2 separate regions of the Triticum aestivum genome follow, and region 2 is linked to region 1. Evidence: chromatin contacts called from public HiCAR-type data. All regions are on one chromosome and are shown on one strand. Each heading gives the region's core, a stretch centred on a gene start, on an enhancer-like site or on the middle of the called end of the contact. The rest is flanking DNA. Distances are from core to core; before and after follow the strand shown. Region 1 has its middle 12 kb from the start of LOC123051530. Region 2 holds the start of LOC123051531 (zinc finger CCCH domain-containing protein 53).

Region 1 (5,020 bases), core at 1,806-4,305:
ATACTGTATGACTGTATGCACCTACTATTATTGCAGGAAATCTGATGTACTCTGGTCTGGATACTCCTTTAATTTGGCACAAGCAAACAAAACTAGGGTAAGCTCACTTCTATCTTTTTTGTGAGGGAAGACCATTATGGCTAGCTTTATTGAATTAAAAGACAATTACATCGTCTACGAGCTTACTGACAATAACGCCAGGTGGCTCGCTTAACCAACATAGAGCCTTATTAAAAACTGTAGTTAGAGCATCTACAGCCGGGCGGCTCAAACCATCTCTCATACGCCCGCGAACGCGCCCGGTTAGTGACCTGACAGGAGAGAGAAGCAATGCTTGTAAATGACATTTTCAATCGGCATACTAATATCCATGCATTCAGCAAAAAGAGTTGCAGCTTCATCCCACCATCTTTTCTGGCCATTGCAGAAGTTAATTGCTTGGAGAGAATCCGCTTCAATATGGTTTAGCCCAAGAGAATTGGCAAGAGCTAGCCCGTCTCTTATGGCCATTGCCTACGTCCTAATTGCATCTGCAGCTACGTACAGGTATAAACTTACACCGCGCGGCGATGAAGTTTTCCCTTACATCCCTGATAACGGCCGGTGTTGCCCCACTCCCTTCATCTGCAAAGAAGGCTGTATCAACATTTAATTTTGTGTATCCTGGGTGTGGTTTACACCATCTAGTATCCGGCATTTCATGCAATCTTGTCACAGCATTCTGGAAAGTTGTAGCGATAGATATAATTGATATGGGCCATCTCCCTCCTATCTCTATTGTTGATTATTTTTTAGATAGCTAAACACGACTATAAAAGAATAGATAGCTAAACGCTCACGCCAAGCGGAGCTCACTCCTATCTATTATTCCCGAGTTTCCCTTCAAACCCTTTGGTCTGTTTTCTATGAAATTCTTACAAAACTTGTGTGTTGTAAAATGCTTCAACTGTTCTTTGTTGCAACGAAACCAATGTGTAGCGTCACATGGTTTGCTTGAGCTCGTCATCAAGTGACAAGATGGATTTCATCCCTTGGGGAGACAACGTCTTGATCAAAACTATTGCACTGGAACCAGGGAAGTAAAATGCTAGGGACACGCACCAGGTGTATCTAAAAGTGCCCGCCGGCTATGCCTCTCAGCTTATATTTTCGTTTTTGGGGAAAATATCTAGTGCCAATTTGTCAGGAAATCAAGATACTAGGTGTATTGACACAAGATATATTAACAGAAAGTAAACAGAAATTTAAACGTGAAAAATACCTTCAAATCCTACCACGGGTAGAATTCTCAGCTACTATTTACAGGTGAATTTGCTTTTCCTGTTCACGGTATGCGAATTGAGTTTGGAGTTAAAATTTGGTAATATTAAAGAAGTAATTTGTTCAAATTCACTACTTTAAATCTTTTTGCTAGATCGTGGTTGTATTTGGAATTCATATGTTCTGACGTTGTTGATGTATTTGTACCATTTCACTCAATTAATTTTAATTTTAAATTTTTTGTTGAGTTACCATGACTTGCTAGCACTGATGCATGGTAGCATCCTAAGTCATGGTAGTACTCGATATATATTCTCTTTTATTTTACCAAATTATCAAATGTGAAAATGTTACTTTTTGACACTTTTGGTTATGTTACAATTCTATCTGCAGAGTGAAAAACATTAAAGAGTTAAATTCAGATTTTAATAGGAAATGCCAAATTAGATTTTGTTGTGAAAAGTTTAGAAAATATTCATGGTTTTTTATCAGTTTGTGAATGAAATTTGGAGTTGAAAATTAGCAATATGATAGGTGTAGTACGTGCCCATTTTCTCTGCTTCTTTTCAAAAGGAAAACCAAAGCTCGCTCCTATCTCTAAACGTCGGAGTTCCCCATCAAACCCTTTGATTCATTTTTCTTGGAAGTTCAACGAACTTTGCATGCTCTGAAAATGCTTCGACTACTCTTTGTTGCAACCAAATCAATTCGTGTCGTCGCATGGTTTGCTTGAGCTCGCCATCAGGTGACAAGATGGACTTCATCCCTTGGGGAAACAATGTCTCCCTCAAAATTGTTGCACTAGAAGTGGGGAAGTAAAATGTTAGGCGCACACGCCAAGGGTGTATCTAAAAGTTCCACCGGCTATGCTTCTCAGTTTATGTGCCACATTGATTTCGTGCTCTTCACAATCTAAAAAAATGATATCGTGCTCTTAAGTCCCAGTGGCACAATGAAAACATGTGACTAAACCGAGAAATTGAAGTCCTTTGGTTCAAAGACTTTCTGATTTTTATAAGGCTGTAATTCGTTGAATATTTTGCTATGTCGATGGTTTGATTCATATGATTGCCTCCCATAGGGATTTTATATGCTACATTTGCATTAGATTTCAATGGGAAAAAAATTATCCACTCTCTCTTGTGCCACCAGGGGCAGGGGGTGGGGGCGGGAGGGGGTGCCGGGCTGGACAGCGAGGTGGCCGAGAAAATGGCGGCGGCGGCGATGGCGGGGGTAGGGTTCGGAGGGGGGAGGGGGGTCTGGGGAAGGGACAGCGACGGGCGGGTTAGGGGAGGACACGGGCACGCGCCGTTCAGCGTGTGTCCGTTTCGACGCGGCCGGACCATTTGGGGTCGCGTTGGAGTTGGCCTCGGGGCTCAGGGCCCCCTACCAGCACGACGAGTCGAACACGGCTGCGTGGCCGTGCCCTCCCATTTCGCCCGGTCCGATCGGCTCCACAGTATCAGCCAGGCAGCACAGCACGAGTGCGTGCTGCCGGTGGCGCACATGCGCAGCGCAGTCCCGACGCCCTGATTGAATCCCCGAACCGCACACCCGGCGTAGTACGTACTCCTACTAGGATGGATGCGAGCGCGACCCGGGTCCAAGGGAAAACGAACGCAGGCGCGCGCGGGCATTCCACTGTCGTTTTCGGCCTTACATGGCGTCAAACGGGAAAGCCGCCCGCCCGCCTTTCCTCTCCTCCGGCCGAAACAGAACGAGCAGGCCTCGTCTGAGCCGTCGGGTTAACCACGGGCCCGGCCCGAAAGCGGCGGGCCCCGCGGCCCCGGCCTAGCGTGCGCTGCTTGCTGTAGGCACGAGCGAGCGAGCGAGCCGGCCGGCCCGTCCAACGGAGAGGACGGACAGGCGCAACATGGCGGGCGCGGTCTGGGTCGCGCTGATTCAGCACCATGTGCCCTGTGTCGTCCTTGCACAGTCAGATGGCAATCATCAAACTAAAGTAGTAATTGCCACAGCCAGTACCACTGGATGTCGCTCCTCCCCTGGGCTGGCTGCCTGGATCTCACCACATCCACAACCGGCATACTGTATTGTTATCTACGTGTTGACTGACTGACTGCAAATTTTTATCCAGAAACCGTATGAGCTCAACTCCTCGAGATGCAAGATGAGCCTCTCGGAGATACGTACGTACGTGCGTATGTATACGATTTAGTTGTACAAATCTGTAGACTCGTACTATACTCAGCCAAGCAGGCGCGGGAGCTGGCTGGAGGCTGCGTGCCAACTTGACGGGCCGCTGTCTCTGTCTGCGAATACCAGACACTTAAAAGGGCACAGCAGCGTCCTCCTCCGTGAATGCCGTGGGGGGCCTGCCTGCGACGGGTCACATGGCGAGGCACTCATGGCGACCCGGACCGGACGGGATCCCGACGGGGATCGGCCGGGCACGAATGCGTTCGGCGTAATTGATCGGCGTCTCGGAGGTAGGTAACCACCAACGGGTGACAAGGCCCCTGCCTACCCTAATCTGCCGCGCCTTATATGTAGGCGAGGCCGTGCCGTGGTACCCTCGGTACCCTGCTGCCCCCCGTCGCGACATGGCACCGCGAGCTCACAGCTCTTCCTTGTCCATTAGCACTCACACTCGCTTATTATTCACCCGTCGTCTACATCAAACCTGTCACCTGTCTGCCGCGATCATGTGTGAGGAGTACGTGCAAACCAATCGGGCGGGCAGGCAGGCAGAGGGATTTATCTGACGCGATGGGCGGGCCGCTGCTAGAACCAGTAGGAGTAGTGCCCCATTGCATGTGCAGTTGTACCATGGACACTGTACCAGCCGCTGGGCCGATGGTGCATCTTGGACCGTTGCTAGCAACGTGTACTGCGTAGGGCTATGGTGCTGGTGGCGCTAGATAGATCATAGATGTGGGCGGCCTAGCTAGCTAAGCCAAGCAGAGGCGCGGCAATGGAATTTGGAATTGACAATGTCCGGTGCGTGCAGACACAGTGCCAGATCACCAACCCGTGAGCGGGAAACAGTGGGCCGATGGCAATCAGACGCGTATCCATCGCCACGGAACGGGATCAGTGGTATCTTCTTCCCATCTGGATCGAACAAAACAACGTCCCCAGTCAGTCAAGGTTGCATGCAGTCTCCAACAGCCCAACTCCAACTCCAACTCAAACTCGGTCAGAAGAGGCAAAGGAATGAGAAAAAGATTGCACATGCACCGCATGCATGGGGTTGGAATGGGCTCGTTTACGTACTGTTTGTTATAGCTCGCTCCAACTTTTACCGGCCATGGATTTGTAGACGCAAGGGGTCAGGTCAGCTCAGGTCAGATCACACGTAAAAAAACAGCGGGAAATGGAGCAAAATGGTACTGTACCAGTACGCTCAATCCGGCACCCCGTACCTACCCCATGTGGGTACCAATTGGACGCTTGCTGGACACAGCCGCAAATCGCGGGACGCGACCACCGCACTGTGGAGTGTGGAGATCTCTCGGCCAGTGCAGAGCATGCTTGCTCGATACCAGGTCATTTGCACATGTCGTGTGAAGATTCAAAAAGTGCATGTCTTCTGCGTACACAATCAAACCATGTATGCATCTCCAGGGAAGCTTCCAAATTCCAATACCTGGAGCTGGAAGCACAAAATCTGCTGCTGTATCTCTCCAGAAATTTTCTATCGAGCCCATCAAGTCAACTATTGAAATTGCAAATCAACAGCCTAAGCTGATGTTGAGGTATGATGTTTCTCCCTGAACATTTTTCTTCTGTGCGAGCCTAA
Region 2 (5,020 bases), core at 996-3,495, 180 kb before region 1:
AGCACACACTCACTCATCATGCATATGAACATGAACAATCAATCAACATGGAAGTTGCAACAATGACGAACCAACAATCTGGTGCAGATCGAAGGGGTCTCTGGCGTCCAGCCCGGTGGGAGACCCGCAGCCGGAGAAGTCCACCCTCTCGCCCTGCTGCTTCCTGCAGAGCAACAGCGGACATAAATGGTCATGGGGATGTCTTGGTTAGTTGCTGCTGCCGGAAGCAAGCGGCAAAGGTCGCCGTGGGCGGCTTGCCTGAACTTGTCGGGGACCTTGCCCTTCTCCTTGTAGGGCTTGACGAGCACGCGCGCGTCGCAGATGAAGTGCGGGTTGCCCTTGGCCAGGATCAGCTTCACCGTCTCCGGGTAGACGAAGGTGACGAACCCGAACATGCGCTTCTGCTGGTAGGGGATGCGCACGTCGTGGACGGGGCCGTAGATGCTGCGGTTCAGGGGAAGAGCACGGTTAATCCCGGCGAGTCTTGCAGGCAGAGCGGAGGTAGAGCTGTGGTGTGCGAGCGAGCGAGCACGGTGAGGTACCTGAAGTAGTTGGAGACGTCCTCCTCGCGGAAGGTGCTGTCCGCCGGGAAGGTGAGGTAAATCTGCCGGGACCCCGGGTTCATCATGCTCGCGAAGTCGCCGCGGTCGAGACGGGGGCGGTTCATGAACTTGTGCGCCTCGTCGCCGCCCAGCATCAGCGCTGCTGCGGCAGCCGCGGCCGCCGCCCTGCGAATCCGAGAGCAACCGGTGAGATGCCCGCCGGTAGAAACGAGAGCTAGGAGCTCGTAGTTGGCGAGGGTGGTGGGTATTTAGTACCTTTGGCCGTCGTTTTGCTGCTGCTGCTGCTGCAGGAGCAAGCTGAGGCACTTGCTCGCAGCGGAGGGGGAGCCGGGGAGGGAGCCGGTGGGGGAGTAGGCGAAGCCGGCGGCCGCGGCCAGGCGCTGGGACTTGGAGCGGAGGAGGAAGTCCTGGCACTGCTGCTCCACGGCGGCCTGGTCCATCTTCGCGCCGGCGAGATCGTCGGGGAGGCCGCCGTGCACGAACCTGCAGGCGCTCCCGTTTTTGCAGTACCCGCGCGCGTAGTAGAGGCACGGCTTCCAGCCGAGGCCGTCGCCGCCCCCGAAGCAGAGCTCGCTCACCGACGCGCTCCTGCGGTGCCCGGGCCCGCCGTTGGCCCACCCGGCGCCGTACGGGAAGAGCCCGCCGTCGCCGCCGCCGGGGCTTCGGCACTCGCCGCCGTCGAACAGCGGGAGCTGCTGACGCCCTCCCCCGCCGCCCATGCCTCCCTCGGTGAGGAACGCGAGCTGGTCCTGCAGGTGGAGCTCGTCGAGGATCAGCGATGAGTCCCCGCCGAAGAAGGGCGACTGCGGGCCCCCGCCGCCGTTGGCCGGGCTCATCAGCTGCTCCTCCCCGACGCCCGCCATCTCCTCCGCGGCGCCATTGCTGACGCTGTTGCTCCTGGAGAACACCGGCTGCGTGGCCCAGGACGAGGGCGAGGAGACCGACAGCGGCGAGGGCGCCGTGCCTCCTCCGCCACAGCCGCCGCGGCCGGAGTTCTGGCGCGACAGCATGAAGGGCGAGGAGTGGGCGGCGGAGGTGGGCGAGGCCGGGAGCAGGCCGAGGTCCTTGCGCGCCTTGGCCATGACGGCGAGCAGCAGCGCCTCCGGGCCGAAGGCGAGGCGTATCATCTCCTTCTCGCCGTGGTCCTGGATGAGCAGCAGCCCCATGATCTTGGCCGCGTGGTCCGGGTCCAGCCCCTGGATCCGTGCGAACACCACCTTGGTCGCCTCGTACGCGTCCATGCCGATCGACCAAGCTCACTCAACGAAACCTAGCAAACAACCTCACACCCCTTCTTCCTCCTTCGTCGCACAGCACAACAACAACTAGCTAGAGAGCGAGCTGGAGCCGGAGACGAGCAGCTCCATGAATAACCCCGAGAGCTCCCTCGTTCGTGGGCGGCAGCGAGGGTTAGCTAGCGAGCGAGCTATACTACTTGCGGCAGCGGCAGCACGAGGGTGGTGCGCACCTTCCCTTCCGTCCCCCTCGCGCTGTATCCCAATCTCCCTATGTATAAGCTGGCCGCCCGCCCGCCGTCCCTTTTCCCGGGAGGAGAGGAGCGGAGATGACGAGGGAGCCGCCGGCGATTGGCGAAACCTCGCGAGGGGGTTTCCGCAAAACGCGTCTGTCCTGCGGTGTTTTTATCTGCCGCTGCGATGTTTTTTCCCCGCTCGTCGTCTCAGAGGGGAGGGAGGGAGGCGGGATAGATAGATCTGGATCTCCGTGGCCCCCATTTATAAAAACTCGATCCAACGCCTCTGTCACCGCCTTTTCTTTTCCCTGCATTCTTCCTGTGCTCTCCGGGCGGACGGATAGGAACGCCAAATTACCAATAGTACCGCCATCCAATCAATCAACCCGGCGGTAAAAAACCGTGCTGCGCTGTGATTTCTCGTTTTTACTGTTGTTACCGCTGCGTGCGCGGGCGGGGTGGATCTGTGCGTGTGTGATTGACTGGAATGGCCGCGATCTGGGGTGCTGACCGGACCGGGGCCCAGCGGCCCACGCGGCGGCGCCCACTCCGGTCGCCGTCCCGTCCCGCCCCGCTTTGTCCTTTGCCGCGTCGCCGCTGCTCCCTCGCTGCGCTGCTGCGTTGCTGCTGCCGCTGCGGCGGCCTTTCGCGATAAGAATGGCGCCCGGCCCGGCCCGGCATTTTTATACTCCTTTCCTCCGTTTGATTTGATGCCCGTAGCCGAGCTAAAGCTACTAGCCTCGCCTCGCCTTTCCGTCGCTTCACAGCGTTTGTTTACTCCCAGATCCTTGTCGCTTGCCCCACTGCTGTGTAAACTCGATTATTCGTCTCCTTTTGCTGCTCCAGATGATTATTGTTCTCTAGTTAGTACTAATCTTATTAGTGGCCCTAATTGACGCCAAATTTTTTGCTTCTGCAAACGGACGAGTGGCTTTTTCTGGGACGAGCCGCACGGAGCGGGGAGTACGTATCGGGGTCGGGGCGTCGAGCGAGCGCGCTCCCCGTCATCCTCCGTTGCTCGCGTACGTCCTTCTCGCCGTCGCTTTCCTTCCTTCCTCCTCCCTCGGCCTCCACTGGCCACGGATCAAACCCAAAATTTCGAGTGTAAAATACTCTCCTGTCATGCACAACCGAATAATGGAGCATACGTGGAAGAAAAAAATGTTGGGATAAACCGCAATTTCCACGTCACTTTCCGGCGGCGGGCCCGGCGTGCTCTGTTTGCTTGTTGTTGGGCGCGCGACGGGCGCTGTCTGTCCCCCGTGCCGCTGCCGCGTCAGCTCGTGTTACGTGCCTCCTGCCCCGATCGGATTGACATGCGACCGTGCGGGTCGGTCTCCCGGCCGATCGCGACGCCGGTCGCGCGAGTGATCGATCATCATCCGTTGGCGCGGCCAGTGCGCGGCGAAAGCCGGGAGCGGCTGGAGTTCACGGCCTCGCGTCGTGGGAAACAGGCCGTGAACTTGGTCGGGGGGTAGGGGAAAGCCGAAAGCCAAGTGCGATTGGCGCTGATGCCCACGGGCCAGGGGTGATTTGGCGCGCGAAAAGAAGCGACGACCCTGGGGGAATGCACGGGGGCTTTTGCCGCGCGCGCGCGCCTGGTTGGTCGCCGTTGCCCGGCCCCCGACTCCTCTCTTTTCACCGCCTTTCGCGTGCACGCGCGGTGGCCTTTGCCCCGCCCTGCGCGCGCGCAGCCACGGCACGGCACGGCGCGGCGAGGACTGGCATCCCGTGCGCGCGCACATGGAGGCCCTGCCCGCGGCTGTTTTCGCTTGTCCATCGTCCAGCCCGGTGCCGTACTCCTTTCCGTTTTCTACCAACCGTGGCAAAAACGAGTTCACCGATGGCATCATGGTGGAGGGCAGTATATGTGATTTATAAGATTTCGGAGGGCCACGTCGCCGTCTCCGTCTCTTTCACCTCTTCACTTCCGGCTCATACCGTATGGAGGTAGCAATGATTGAACCTGGCAGAAATGTCTTACGAGCAAGTAGGAACAATCTTTCGATGACCAGTAAACTACTCCTACCAGAATTAGCACGTACGCCGGCTGCGCCACAGGCCACAGCTGGGGAAATAGATACGACGTCGCGTGACCACGTCATGTCGCCTGTCTGGACGGAACGGGGCACAACCGCTACCGCGCAACCATGCGTGCTCCGTTCGTAGGTACGTCCACTGGTCACTCGTCAAATGTACGGCGGCCCGTCGACAGACAGCGCGCTCGCCGCTCTGTGGCCGCGGCGCATGTGACACGCCGTATTGAATCCGCTCTGTGCATGGCCATGTCTGACAGCGAGTCGGACGGGCCACGGTCGCTTGTCCTCTAGCTAGCGCGGTTCAAATTGTAGGAATGGGAGTGGTGTTTTTGAACTGGATGGATCTTGCTTTCGATTAGTCTATGATTCGCGTCGCACTGTCAGACGCACACACACGCGCAGGGTACGTAGGGGGTGAGTGTTCACGTAAAAATTGCTTGTTTACGATACGGGGGGAGTAGATTGGAGCGTGGGGCCCACCGGCGCGTACGAAAAAGAAAGGGGGAAAAGGCGCTCCCAGTTTCAGAGCCTCACATGGAGGGAGGGGGCCGTGGCCTGTCCCGATCCGGTGTCCCGCGTCACCGTGTGGGCGAGCGTGTGGCCGGATCGAGTGTCAGTCGCATCGGCTGTTCCGACCAAGTGCCCACTTGCTCTCTTCTTCCTTTCTCCTTTTGCGTTTTGTGAACGAAAATATGCCCGGTGGCTCTGTTGCCCTGCGCACGGCGAGCGAACTATGTCCCAAAAAAAAACACAGGCGAGAACAAAAAATATGTCGTTGTCTGAAAACAGCCAGCGAATTTTGGTGAAAACGTACCTGAATCTTTTGGTCTGCTTGGGGTTTGGTGCATCTTGATCGAGATACGGTGCGTGCATTTGGTGTGAGGTGTATCTGTGGTCCATAGTATTGAGGACGATCTACGAGCTTATGTCGGACGTCTGAGTTTTTA

What was found. HiCAR-type assays count read pairs that join an accessible place to other places.
Region 2: a contact with region 1 is called in a HiCAR-type map of leaf, with 5 times the contacts expected there. The contact joins the promoter of LOC123051531 here to the enhancer-like site in region 1. A contact is called at or near these places in 5 of 5 Hi-C or Micro-C datasets (leaf, root and an unstated tissue) and 1 of 1 datasets of contacts at active chromatin or transcription factors (leaf).

What each region holds. Positions count from the first base shown.
Region 1 is chr2D:57,370,891-57,375,910 of IWGSC CS RefSeq v2.1, reverse strand. No RefSeq gene overlaps it. Among protein-coding and RNA genes, the nearest start is that of LOC123051530, 12 kb to the right of the region's middle. Within about 2 kb of position 3,055, at least 7 of the 8 cell types and tissues checked have an H3K27ac peak or open chromatin away from gene starts, as enhancers often do. A contact at or near this core is called in leaf and root, where this site is marked.
Region 2 is chr2D:57,545,536-57,550,555 of IWGSC CS RefSeq v2.1, reverse strand. It overlaps LOC123051531 (zinc finger CCCH domain-containing protein 53), which reads right to left and starts at 2,245. Exons shown (of 9, transcript XM_044474423.1): 1 at 819-2,245; 2 at 543-728; 3 at 259-444; 4 at 72-163. The coding sequence starts at 1,804.